3 separate regions of the Mus musculus genome follow, and regions 2 and 3 are each linked to region 1. A link is a contact called in public promoter capture Hi-C data. All regions are on one chromosome and are shown on one strand. Each heading gives the region's core, a stretch centred on a gene start, on an enhancer-like site or on the middle of the called end of the contact. The rest is flanking DNA. Distances are from core to core; before and after follow the strand shown.

The links. Promoter capture Hi-C pulls out the DNA fragments that hold promoters and counts their contacts.
Region 2: a contact with region 1 is called in a promoter capture Hi-C map of cranial neural crest. The contact joins the promoter of Ndufa13 here to the promoter of 1700030K09Rik in region 1. A contact is called at or near these places in 3 of 39 promoter capture datasets (cranial neural crest, hippocampal neurons and liver).
Region 3: a promoter capture Hi-C map of pre-B cells shows a contact between it and region 1, with 2.2 times the contacts expected there. The contact joins the promoter of Slc25a42 here to the promoter of 1700030K09Rik in region 1. A contact is called at or near these places in 2 of 39 promoter capture datasets (the C10 cell line and pre-B cells).

Annotation. Positions count from the first base shown.
Region 1 is chr8:72,442,046-72,446,359 of GRCm38.p6, forward strand. It overlaps 1700030K09Rik (RIKEN cDNA 1700030K09 gene), which reads left to right and starts at 1,835. Exons shown (of 8, transcript NM_028170.2): 1 at 1,835-1,944; 2 at 2,705-3,425. The coding sequence starts at 2,706. Calr3 (calreticulin 3) reads right to left here and starts at 1,733. Exons shown (of 9, transcript NM_028500.3): 1 at 1,548-1,733; 2 at 1,350-1,451. The coding sequence starts at 1,638.
Region 2 is chr8:69,899,681-69,903,994 of GRCm38.p6, forward strand. It overlaps Ndufa13 (NADH:ubiquinone oxidoreductase subunit A13), which reads right to left and starts at 2,340. Exons shown (of 5, transcript NM_001382215.1): 1 at 2,257-2,340; 2 at 1,862-2,052. The coding sequence starts at 1,955. It overlaps Tssk6 (testis-specific serine kinase 6), which reads left to right and starts at 2,504. Exons shown (of 1, transcript NM_032004.2): 1 at 2,504-3,838. The coding sequence starts at 2,628. The coding sequence ends at 3,449.
Region 3 is chr8:70,210,119-70,214,432 of GRCm38.p6, forward strand. It overlaps Slc25a42 (solute carrier family 25, member 42), which reads right to left and starts at 2,163. Exons shown (of 8, transcript NM_001007570.2): 1 at 2,110-2,163.

The DNA of each region.
Region 1 (4,314 bases), core at 585-3,084:
TTGTTTCAAGTTGACACACAAAACCAGCCAGTACAGCTGTGAACCAACCAAGTATGTGGCTGACTGGGGCAGGAGGACCTGGAGTTCAAGGCCAACCTGGACTTCATAAAGAGAACCCGTCTCAGATAAACGAACTCTTTTTTTTTTTCTTCCAGACAAATTCTCAAGTATCCTGCATTGACCTTGAACTTGCAATATAGGTAAAAAATGACTTCAGCCTTTTAAATTCTCTTGCCACTTCTCGAGTGTGCACTACAACCCGTTTAGGCTGTACTGGAGCTGGGATTCAGGACTTCATAGATGTTAGACATACATATTTATTAGCCAGTTTTGTTGGTGTATGCTTTTAATCCCAGCATTCAAGAGGCAGAGGAAGGGGCAGGTGGATTTAAGAGTTTCTAGACATTCAGAGATACATAGAGACCCTGGCTCAAAACAAACAAAACTAAAAACCTAAAGAAAATACAATTTAATTATTTATTTATTCGTTCATTTTGTGGGGTTGGGGCATGTGCCAAGGTTAGAGAACAACTTGTGGGCATAGGTTCTCTCCTTCCACCCTGTAGGTTCTGGGGATCAAACTCAGGTTACCAAGCTTGGCCACAGGCCAATCTAGCTGGCCCCACTTTTCATTTTGATTTCCCCTCTTTTTGTTTTGTGCCAAGACCTGGCTGTATCTTAGGGTGGGCCAGAGCTCACTCTATAGCTAGGCTGGTCTTGAACTTGTGATTTTCCTGCCTCATGAAGACCCTGGAGTGCTAGGATTCTAGGTTGTGCTACAGCATGGTTCCAATTTTCATGAAGTGAGATGATCTTGGGCAACTACTGAAAAATGCCAACACAGTCATTCCTGTTGACTCCAGTTGTCATTCCAGCACTTTCTGAGCACCTCCACTGTCATTCCAATCCACACTCAAGGTGCATACTGCCTCCAACATACATAGATGTGGAAAAAGTAACCAGCACTTGGGAGGCTGAGAGTTAGAGCCATCTAGGGCTACATGAGACTGCTCAAAGACTAAACCAAAACACACTTCGGTCAATTTTTTTTTTTTTTTCTTTTTCCAAGACAGGGTTTCTGTGTAGCCCTGGCTGTCCTGTAACTCACTCTGTAGACCAGGCTGGCTTCGAACTCAGAAATCCACCTGCTTCTGCCTCCTGAGTGCTGGGATTAAAGGCGTACGCCACCACCGCCCGGCTACTCTGGTCAATCGTAAAGGAATGTAAACCCAAACAGGGTATTGCAGAGCCTGCATGTGCCTCAGTGTCCTGGCTTGAACGGTGGGTGCGTTGTCAGGGTGCCATGAGGTTTCTAACTCTACTCTATTTGCTCCCGATTCTACACTAACCTTTGTCTTTCTCTTTATGCCCATAGAACTTCCCCGATGAGACTCTGAAGTGCCCAAACTGGGAGTCATTGGTGGACTGCACCCAGCGGTTCCTCCAGCGCTCTGTGGGGAGACAGGAGGGTTAGTGGTGCAAAGCGCACGGGTCCATATCATAGATGGTGGACACAGGCCACCAGCCACCACGGCAATCGCCTTCACCTCCGTCTAGAAACTCCTCCTGGAAGTACACAGTGGCTAGTGCCACGCGCAGCACACAGATGGCCCAGAGCAATGCACGAGCCGAGACCATAGCTGCACGTGCGACTTCAACTCTCTGCTCTCAGGCGTCCGTACCGCTTGACGGGCGCAACTCAGAAACTACAACTCCCGGCATGCCTTGGGATTATGACCTGGGGACGCTAATGGGTGCGCTGAAATTACTGGTCCCGTGACGCCCGGGATTGTGACCTGAGTTGCTCATTGGTGGGTGGAGCGCGGTGGCCGACGGGAAATGTAGTCTCTAGTTGCTCTGGCGCTGTCTCCTGAGGCAACCGCACACTGGGGCCTATACTTTGAGGCTGAAGCCTAGCGGGAAGAAGCCAACGCAGCTACTCAGGTGACCTCACAGTGATCAAGTGGGTTGGCAAGGGGCTTCAGGAAAACGGGCGGCATACCCACACCAGAGGTTCCTCATCTGGAGAGCGATGGGGCATGATCCCTTAGGGCTTGCAAACAATAGCGAGGAAACTGAGTATAGGCAGTGTTATTAGCATGGAGAAGAACTCCAGGTGCTGTGTGATATGGGTCCTCTCAGTTGTGTATCCTGGTTACAGGTTCCAGAGCAGGTACAGATATAGGTACGAATCTGGACGCCTGTCCTCAAATCTCTCTGAGATTCTTTGGTTTTTTTTTTTTTTTTTTTTTTTTAGATTTATTTATTTATTATATGTAAGTACACTGTAGCTGTCTTTCAGACACTCCAGAAGAGGGCATCAGATTTCGTTATGGATGGTTGTGAGCCACCATGTGGTTGCTGGGATTTGAACTCGGGACCTTCAGAAGAGCAGTCGGCGCTCTTAACCACTGAGCCATCTCACCAGCCCCGATTCTTTGGTTTTGAGCTCACTCAACCTTACCAGTTCTTATGCCTGTCCCACACGCCCTACAGCTTATTAAAAGAAATACTTTTATCTGGGTGGTGGTGGCATACACCTTTGATCACAGCACTTGGGAGGCAGGCCTGATCTAAGGAGCTCCCAGGAAAACCAGAGCTATACAGGGAAACCTTATCTTGAAAAAAATAAAAACAAAACAAAAAGTATACTTATACAGTGAAGTACTTTTAAAGGCTGAAAACACAATCTTTATTTTCCTAGAATGGCTTCCACAAGAAGACCCTTTGGCCCTCCACGTAGTGGTTTTGACTTAAGGGATATGTTCTTAGATAGCTCGAGGATGGAAGAGATCAGAAACTTACAAGCCCGAAGTCTTGGCCAAGTGACACCTGGGCAGAGCAGAATCTTAAAGAGAAACCAAACGATGGACGAGAAATATTTGATGCCCAAAGAGGAGGCCATGGCAGGGAGGGGGGTGAGTCTGGGCTTGAGGCCTCCCACCATCTCCTCCAAGACCAGAGCCAGTGAGGCCCTTAGGAAACTGGCCCAGATTGAAACCAAGATCCTGAATCGGAAGCAGGTGCCCATGGCTTGGTCTGATGTGGAGTCTGACTCCACATCCATCGAGCAGAGTCTTCCTAAGAGGACAGGTGCAGCTTCTGTTTCTTCCCAGTACCCACACAGAACTTTCCAGAAACAAGTGAACAAAACATGTGTGTCAAAGAGCGATGGGCCGAGTGGTAACGGTAGCAGGTTTCTGAAGAAGAAGGAGCTGCCCACTGAAGCGAGGTCCCCAGGGCTGGCAGTGGGGACAGGGAAGCAAGCTCTGCTGCCCACAAAGAAAGAATCTGCCAGTGACGAGGAGGAGGAAATGCTACTGCTTAGAAGCTTGATGGAATCTTCTAGAGAAAAAGAAGCAAATAGAAACCAGGAGCTCCCTGGCTCCAGTGTCAGCAGGAGCAACCTTGGAAAGGTGTTCTTGGTAACGTATTCTTTTGTTGGTTTCAAATTTTACTTTTTTTGGGGGGGTGGGGGGCAGGTTCTGGTAACAGAGCCTAGGGCTTGCTTTGTACCAAACAGCTCCTTAGCTAGTGAGCTATACCTCAGACCCCCCCCCCCCGTACATATGTCTCTGTGTGTATACCCCACATATGCACACCTGCCTGCAAATATAGAAGAGGGCATCGATCCCCTGGAGCTAGAGTTAGAGGGGTTGTGAGACACCTGGTAATGGGTGCTGGGAACTAAAGTCAGGTCCCTTTCGGGAAAGAGCAGCAAATGCTTTGTCTTGTTAGTTTAATTTGAGGTCTCAATTGAAGGACTGCTCACATTAGAGGAACTGTCTTGATTGTTTATTGATTGTGAACTGGTGATGCCTTGTGGGCTTGGGTTGTGTGAGAAGCTGACTTGAGTGCGAGCCTGTGGGAACAAGCTGCTGTTGTGTGACACCATTGCCAGGGAGATGTGAAGAGATATCTCCTTGCCTCACATAGGGAACCAGTGACAAACGAAAGCACAACAAGCTAAGAACAAATTGGAGAACCAATCAGTTTATTGGGATTACTTACAGGAGTAAAAATGGCTAACGCCGGGCGTGGTGGCGCACGCCTTTAATCCCAGCACTCGGGAGGCAGAGGCAGGAGGATTTCTGAGTTCGAGGCCAGCCTGGTCTACAAAGTGAGTTCCAGGACAGCCAGAGCTAGACAGAGAAACCCTGTCTCGAAAAACCAAAAAAAAAAAAAAAAAAAAAAAAAAAAAAAAAAAAAAAAAAAAAAAAAAAAAAATGGCTGAAAGACACTGATGGTCGGAGCCTACCCAGCACTGGTGACAGCTTGTGGTCATAAATACAAATTCAGGGCAGCACTTTGGCC
Region 2 (4,314 bases), core at 1,090-3,589, 2.5 Mb before region 1:
TTCAATTCCCAGTAACCACATGGTGGCTCACAACCATCTGTAATAGAATCCAATGCCCTCTTTTGGTGTGTCTGAAGACAACTACAGTGTACTCATATATATATATAAAATAGATAAATATTCCTTTTTTTTCCTTTCTTTTTTTGGTTTTTCCAGACAGGGTTTCTTTGTGTAGCCCTGGCTGTCCTGGAGCTCACTCTGTAGACCAGACTGGCCTTGAACTCAGAAATCCGCCTGCCTCTGCCTCCCCAGTGCTGGGATTAAAGGTTTGTACCATCACTGCCTGGCTAGTTTTTGGGTTTTAAAACCAGTTTCTCACAATATGTTCCTGGCTGGCTGGAACTTGACATTTGGATTTGGACCCTGGAACAAGGGACAGAGGTTCATATTTTACATACCAAAGCAGCGTGACCTGGCCTCCAGGTTCTCCCAGCATCCCTCAGTCTGTACCTGGCACATCTTGCCCACAACTCTCAACTATCTAGCCCAGGGTCTGGGCTGCCCTTCACCAAGAGGCTCTTCTCTATATAATCCAGAACCAAACACTCTCCACATAGCCTAGGCTAGCCTTGAACTTGTTGTGACCCATCTTTGCTTCTCATGTCTAGAATCACAGGTGAGCCATCACACAGGACCAGAACATTTTGTTTGCTTAGTTGAGGCACAGTTTCTATAATATGCACATTAAAGTCTGATGAATTAAAATCTAAAAATCTGAATTTGTAGAAGGTGGAGTTAGCAAACTCAGGTCCTTTGGAAGAGCATCAATGCCCTTAACCACTGTGCCATCTTACAGTCCCTAAGCCCATCTCTCTCTTCTTCTAGGGTGAGATGGGATCATGTAGTCCAGGTTGATCTATGTAGCCCAGGATGACCCTAACCATCAATCCGTTTTGCTTCAGCATCCAAAATGCTGAGATGATGGGTGTGCACCACCAAGTCCTGTTTATGCAGTGCCAGGGGTGCGACCTAGGGCTTTGAAAGGCTAGGCAGGCACTCTACCAATTGGGCCCCAGTTGCTAACTACTGTATTTCTGTAACTCTGAGCACTGACAGTGGGGACTTTAACTTTCTTCATATTCTTTTCCTGTTGAAATCGATAATAAAATTCTAAATGTTACTTAAAACACTTTTAAAAACTTAAAAACACAGCCTGGTGGGCACATGCCTGTCATCCTGGTACTATGAAGGCATAGAGTTGGGGTGTTCATAATTTCAGGCTGGCCTGGGCTCCACGAAAGCCGGTGGGGGTGGGGGCTGGGGGTGGGCAGAGAATGCCAGAAGAGGAACCAGCACTAGGGAGGCTAGAGTTTAAGACTAGCCTTCTATGCTATGTTACAATCAACACACATCTTGCCTTGGGTGGACCTGTCTGTCATCCCAGCAATCCATTGGCAAAGGCAGGGTCGCCACGAGTTTGAGGCCAGCCTGGGCTATATAGTAAGTCCCTATCTGCAAAAAAAAAAAAAAAAAAAAAAAAAAAAAAAAATTTAAAAACATTAAAAAAAAAATACGTATAACGGTGCATACCTATGAGCATAGCCTTCGGAAGTGAAGGCAAGAGATCAGGAGTTCTAGATCAGTCTCTGCTACGGAGTTTGAGGCCAGCCTAAAACAAAACAAAAGCCTCCAAACTCCAGGTTAGTGCTTCTCGCAGGCTTAGTTTCCAGGCCCGTGGAAGCCAGCTGGAAACTAGGGGACATGAACATTCTGGCTTCCGGGATGCTGCACTAGAAAACCAAGATTCCAACTCAGCCTCCGCTCACACTGTGCACTCTGAAGCCCGCAGGCTGCCCTCTCTCGTCTAACCGCATAACAAAAGCCTGGTCTGCGACGAACAGGACGACACTGAGACACTGACCCGACAGTCCCCGGCGGGGCAGGTTCCGCTTGTAGTCGATGGGGCCGTAGCCCCCTGGCGGGGGCATGTCCTGCTTCACCTTCGACGCCGCCATACTTGCAGGACCCGCAACTTCCGGCCACCAGCGGAAGTGAGGCAACGCGCGACCACCATTTTGAGTGTGGCGGAAGTTCCGTCACCCAGGAGGTTCCCTATAATTTGGAAGCGTTACGCTAGCCTTGCTGCGATCCGGAAGTCAGTCCCTCCTCCCTCTGGCCCTAGGCAGGGAGTAACTGTGGTCTGCATCTAGAGCTCTCTCGGGCGTGTTTCTTGCACTAAAAACCTTGGGAGTTCACCTACTTTCTTTCGTGAGCCATGGTAGCCAGGCTCGAGGCAACAGGCTGGTTCCCACCCACCTGAGCACCATCACTTCAGGGAGGGACTTGTCCTGTTCCACATCAGTGGGCAGTCTCCTCGCCAGTGACTTCTCACGAGGAACTGACCATTAAGGGCGATTGAGTCACAAAGCCTAAGAAGGGTTTAGGGAGCCCGCGGGGCGGGGGAGGGAGGGTCCCCGCCCCAAGGCCGAGTGACGCCCGCAGTCACTTCACAAGGCAGAAATTGTTACCCGGGCAATAAAAGTCATCGCGGCTGTAGGGCCTTGGGAGTGGGCACATGGGGGCACGGGGGTGCAGGTGCCAAGCACCATGGGTTAGGCCCGAGATTGGAGTCCGGCCGCCCCCCGACAGCAGCCGCCTCCTGCTCCCCGCGCGCCCCGGGCGCCACCATGTCGGGCGACAAACTCCTGAGCGAACTTGGCTATAAGCTGGGCCGCACGATAGGTGAGGGCAGCTACTCCAAGGTGAAAGTGGCCACCTCCAAGAAGTATAAAGGGACGGTGGCCATCAAGGTGGTGGACCGCCGGCGAGCGCCTCCGGACTTCGTCAACAAGTTCCTGCCTCGAGAGCTGTCCATCCTGCGGGGAGTACGGCACCCGCACATCGTACACGTTTTCGAGTTCATCGAAGTGTGCAATGGGAAGCTGTACATCGTGATGGAGGCAGCAGCCACCGACCTGCTGCAGGCAGTGCAGCGCAACGGGCGCATCCCGGGGTCGCAGGCGCGCGAACTCTTCTCGCAGATCGCGGGCGCCGTGCGCTACCTGCACGACCACCACCTGGTGCACCGCGACCTCAAGTGCGAAAACGTGCTGCTAAGCCCTGACGAGCGCCGCGTCAAGATCACGGATTTCGGTTTCGGCCGCCAGGCGCACGGCTACCCAGACCTGAGCACCACCTACTGCGGCTCGGCCGCGTATGCGTCACCTGAGGTGCTCCTGGGCATCCCCTACGACCCTAAGAAATACGACGTGTGGAGCCTGGGCGTTGTGCTCTACGTCATGGTCACCGGGTGCATGCCCTTCGACGACTCGGACATTGCTGGCCTACCCCGGCGCCAGAAGCGCGGCGTGCTCTACCCTGACGGCCTCGAACTGTCGGAACGATGCAAATCCTTGATCGCCGAGCTGCTACAGTTCAGCCCGTCTGCCCGGCCCTCGGCGGGCCAGGTGGCGCGCAATGGCTGGCTGCGGGCCGGGGACTCCGGCTAGGAGCCGGGGTTCTCGCTGTTCCCGCCGCACCAGGCACAGAGCCAGGGCGGCGCACGCGCGAAGGGCGAGCTTCGGGAAACCCGCGAAGTCGCCGCGCGCCACTGCGCACGCGTCCTGTCCCTTCCCCTTCCCCCACGGCGGCGGCCCTCTGAGGCCTGCTGTTGGGTTCTGATTCCTCCTGCACAAACTGATTGCTGGAGAGCGCATGCGCATCCTCGATTTCTGGCGAGAAGGCCCCGGGAGGGGCGCAAAGAGAAGAGAGAGAAGCATTGCGCCTGCGCAGAATGAGCTGTTGCACGGTGGGTTGCCATGCTACAGAGAAACCGTGGGCCAGCCGTGCACGCTAAGTTCCAGGTTGGAACCTGCAATAAATTCGCTCTTCCTTGCAACTGGGGTTAGCGGTGGAACCTTGTCACTGAGCAGGGGGTGGGAAGTTTTCGGCAACTTAGAGAAAGGCGAGTATGTGGAAATTCTACCTTTAGACCTAAAAACCGGAGTAGGGAGATTCAAATCCTGATTCTTCACGTCCCTAAACTGGATAAATTCCTAAAAGTTCTATAGTCATCCGCCAGGATCTGATGATACTTGAATTGGGATCAGCGGGACTGCCTGTTGGCTGGAACAGCATTTACAGATGTGACACCCACATAGGTGTCAGTTGTGCAGAGACAGGTGTGGATTGTACTCAGGTCTCTGGAAGCCGGGAGTCCTTGGTGATGGTTGTTTTCCCTATGGGAAAAGTTTACAGGGAAAAACCAGACCCATCTACTGATGATCTCTTGATTTGTTGTTGGTGGTGGTGGTGGTGATTTTGTGTGTCAAAGTTAGATCAAATACCTCACTATGCAGCCTAGGCTGGCTTGTA
Region 3 (4,314 bases), core at 913-3,412, 2.2 Mb before region 1:
TTTTCAAGGCTGGGGTGAAACCAAAGGCTTTGAAAATACTAAGGAAGTATTCTACTACTGAGTGTACCCCATGACCTTGCTTGAAATCAAATGGAAAGTCCCAAAGGCTACAGTTTCCACAGGAGAAGCTGAAGGTGACATGAGCAGGAGGAACATTCTGGCACTATCCTCAGTGAAGGGAGAGACCACTGAGAGTGACAGCACTGGGACAGCCTTACAGGAAATAAGACCTTTATTGATTTTTCATAACAAAGCCACTGTCCTCCTACACACATGGAAATTAGACTTAGAACTAAAAAACTGCCAGAAAAACCTTCCTCCCCAGTTCAGGCCCCCACCTTTTTGCACTGACGCTTTAAGCAGTTGAAACATTAGCTCTCCCAACTCTGAGAAGTATTTCCTTACTGTTGAACAGCAGCAAGGAACTCGGGCAGGTCACGGAGAAGGCCTGGTCCGACCGCAACCAACAGCGCCCCAGATGTTTAGCAGCCCACCAATCCAGCCTGCCTCCACACCCTCCAAAGCCTGGAGACACAAGCTCAGGCAGCCACCTAGGGGCTGTCCCTTCCAGCTAAGCATTTCCGGATTCATCAGTCACGACTTGGGAGAAATGCCTGGGAATGGGGTGGAGTATGGTGGGGGCTCCCTTCCTCCACTAACTCAAGAGACAGAAACACCAGTAAGCAGCCTTTGACAGGAGCTGGCTCACAGACAAGGCTCAAGGGGGCCAGGCAGAGCCTGCTGCAGCGTTTGAGGGCTTCAGACTTCTGGTTGGTGAACTGGGATGCTCTGAGCATCAGGCTGAGGAGATTATTCTAAGTCCAGAAATGACTCAAAAGCTGTCCAGCCCTGAGATTTTTGTTTGTTATTGGTCTTTGAGACAGGGCCTCTGAGTAGCCCAGGCTGGACATGAACTCCAGATCCCCCTGCTGAGATGATAAGTGTGTACCCCCACACCTGGTTTCTCTGGTGCTAGGAATGGAACCCCCAACTTCAAACAAGCACTCTACCAACTCCACTCCCGTCTATGCACTGTTTGCTCATTAGTTTTCTTTCCTTTCTTTTTGTGAAACAAGGTCTTAAACAGACCAGGCTACTCAAATTCACTGTGTGTAGCCAAGGTAACCTTGAACTTCTGATCCTACCTCTACCTGTTCAGTGCACAGATGACTCATAACATCATGCTGTGTCAAGAAGTGATTTTATATGCATATACATATACATATTGTGGTGTGTGTGTGTGTGTGTGTGTGTGTGTGTGTATTTACGTGTGTGCCACAGAGCCCATGTAGAGATCAGAGGACAACTTTTGGCAGTTCCCAAAAACTCAGTTTGCTGAGCCATCTCACCTGACCTCAAGCACTCTTTATAAAAGTTCAAGGACAACCTGGGTTACAGTGCAAGACTTTGACTCCAAAACTAATCAATAAATAAATACAATAAAATGAAATGCTAGAAATAAATTTAAAAGCCCTGTTAAAGCAATAACAGACCAGGTGGTACCCCACACTTTTAATCCTGGCACTTGGGAGGCAGGGGCAGGGAGATCTCTGTGAGTTCCAGACCAGCTGGCTCTACACAGTGAAACACGGTTTCCAAAACCAAGCCACCACTCGCACTACACGGGGGACGAAAATAAAAAATTTAAAACCACAAGTTAGGTGGACTTTGCTTTGGGAGTGAAGCGATGGTTGCGCGACAGGGACGGGGAGAGGCACGCAGGTGCACGTGTGTAGCAGCCGCGTCCGGGTGGCACCCGAAGCTTGCACCCGAAGCGTCCACCCGGGTTCCAAAGGAAGGACACGCAGCGGGCTGAGGAAGATCAGGTCTGCGAGGCACGCATGTTGGGTGCGTAAGCGGCCACCTTGGCCTCACAGGGGTTGTCACTCTCAGGGCAGCTCGGTGTGAAATTAGGGTTCGGCCTGGCCGTGGGGACCCCGAGGACGCGCGAAACACAGGGTGTGTGAGGGGATCTGTCACCTCTCCACGCTCGCGACACTGCTGTCACAACGAAACGGCCCCATGCCGCGCTTCCTCCCAGCCCGGGCCGCGAGAACCCCGCCACCCCGCGTCGCCCCTTGGCGCCTGCACTCCTTGGGTCGCGCTCACCTGCCCGGACGCGTCGCCGCTGCTGCCGCTACTGCCTCAGCCGCCTCAGCCGCTGCAGCCCCGCCTCGCGCGGGCCCTAAGCTCGAGGCCGGGAGGGGCCCAGGCCCTGCCGCCATTGGTCACGCCCTGTCCAATCAGCGCTGGAGACGGCAAGAATTGGTAAGCATGGCACAGACGGGCATCCTTTTTAACCAATCGCTAAAGGAAGGGGCGAGGCTACATGGAGGGGCGGCCCTGGTTCTTCTGAGCGTTCTACACCGGGTACAAGGCGGAGAGGCCTGGTGGGGGGCGTTCAAGAATTGGAACCCGCAGAAAATGGGCAGAGCTTCCGGCCAATTGCCAAGGGGTATAGGCGGAGCTAAGAGGAAAGGCGGCTCTTGGTTTCTGAGAATTCGGGGCACAAGGAGACAGAAGCGAGGATTGGATTCTGCAGAAAACAAGCAACGCTTTGGGCCAATAACTGAAGGGAGGGGGCGGGGCCTGGAAACAGCCCTCTTAGCCAATCGCTGAAGAGCAAGGTCAGCGCTCTGAGTAAGCTGGCGCGCTGGGCAAGGGCGAAGCTCGAGGATCGGAGGGTGTAGCCCGGAGGGCAACGATGATTGACTGCGACACTAAAGATGTACAGGTCCTGGGACCAATCGCAGAAGCTGTAGGCGGTGCATCTTCCAGGGGTGGGCGCGCTAGGTACAGACCATAACTATCTTGTCTGCCCTGGATGATCTAGTATGTTCCGCGCAGACTCCTCAGGTTCCCATGGCGCTCAGAAGCTTTACTCTTTCCTGAATTTAGACTTTGACAGTTGAAACACTCTTGGTTAATTCTCAGCCCGTCCCTCCTTTACTGTTCCCCTGCCGATGATACAAAGGGCAGAAACTCAGATCACTCAGCCTTCCTCTGCTACTTGAGTTCATGTGCAAAACATGGGAAGCAAAAGTGCAATCCTGCTGACGTGATCTGACTTTCAGAAAGTGACGTCTCTGGGTCCAAGCTTTATCCTTTACGAGATCTTATGACATCCCTGTGTTTGTGGTAACTGGTGAATTAACCAAACAATAAATACAACCACATGTCAAAGGGAACACAGAGAGGTCAAGCTCTTTGACCAAGGTTACAGAGCACTTTAGCTGTTCAATTTGTATATTGAAGCTCTGAACCCCCTCAGAAAGGGTAGTAAGACAGTGGGGAACGGAGTGACCTGAGTTACTCAGTCTGCTCAAGCCTTGGACAGAGCAATCCTTAGGTTCAATCTTGCCTCCCTGACCCCTTTGTGGAAACAGAAGGAGCCAGCAAGATGGCTCAATGGGTAAATGTTAATCCTACAGATTCAAGGAGAAAGACCACCGACCCAAATCATGGCCAAGAAAATTAAAGCAAGCAATTAATTAAAGCAAGCTTGTGTACATGGGATGTCTCTTCCTAAAAACCAGACATCAATCAACATTGAAAGTGGGGAAAATACATTTGTTTTATTTGTTTTTGTTTTGAGACAGTGTCTCACTATGGAGCCCGGGTTGTCCTGGAACTCACTATGTAGACTAGACGTGCCTCAAAAACACAGTGATCTAACTGCCTCTGCCTCCCAATTGCAGGGATTCAAAGGAGAATGCCACTAGTTGGGTTAGAAGATTAGGTCTTTACAACTCAGGGTAGGGGTTTTCCAAATGAGGATCTGGCAGGCAAATAGGGTTACAGACGCAGAACATAGGGTAACAAGTTGGTCATAACACCCACGGGAAACAGAGACATTGTTGCAAGGTGGCCATAACAGGATAACAACCTTTGAAACTAAGACATGGTTTTTTATTTCCTGGAACAGGTAGTAGAAAGAACCATTTGTAATTAAGGTTACAGTGGGATATAGCCCATGTCCTGAGAAACAGAGATGTAATCATAAACAGGAATGAGCATGGTTTGTTTTACTATAAGATACCTTCAAACCCAAGATGGAAGCAGCCTGGGCCTTCAGAAAGGCTCTGACCTGGCCACCAGCCACAATGGCCTGCATTTAATATCCTAACCCACATGGTGGAAAGAGAAAACAGAGTCCCAAAAGTTGTTTTTTTTTTTTTTTACCTCTCCACATCCATGCTATGGCATGTTCATGCCCAAGGCCCTGCTGCCTCTCTGTGGAGCTGGGGACTATGAGCAGGCCCTGCAGTTGCCCACAGCTGAGGGACATACATCATCCTATGCTTCTTGTCCCCA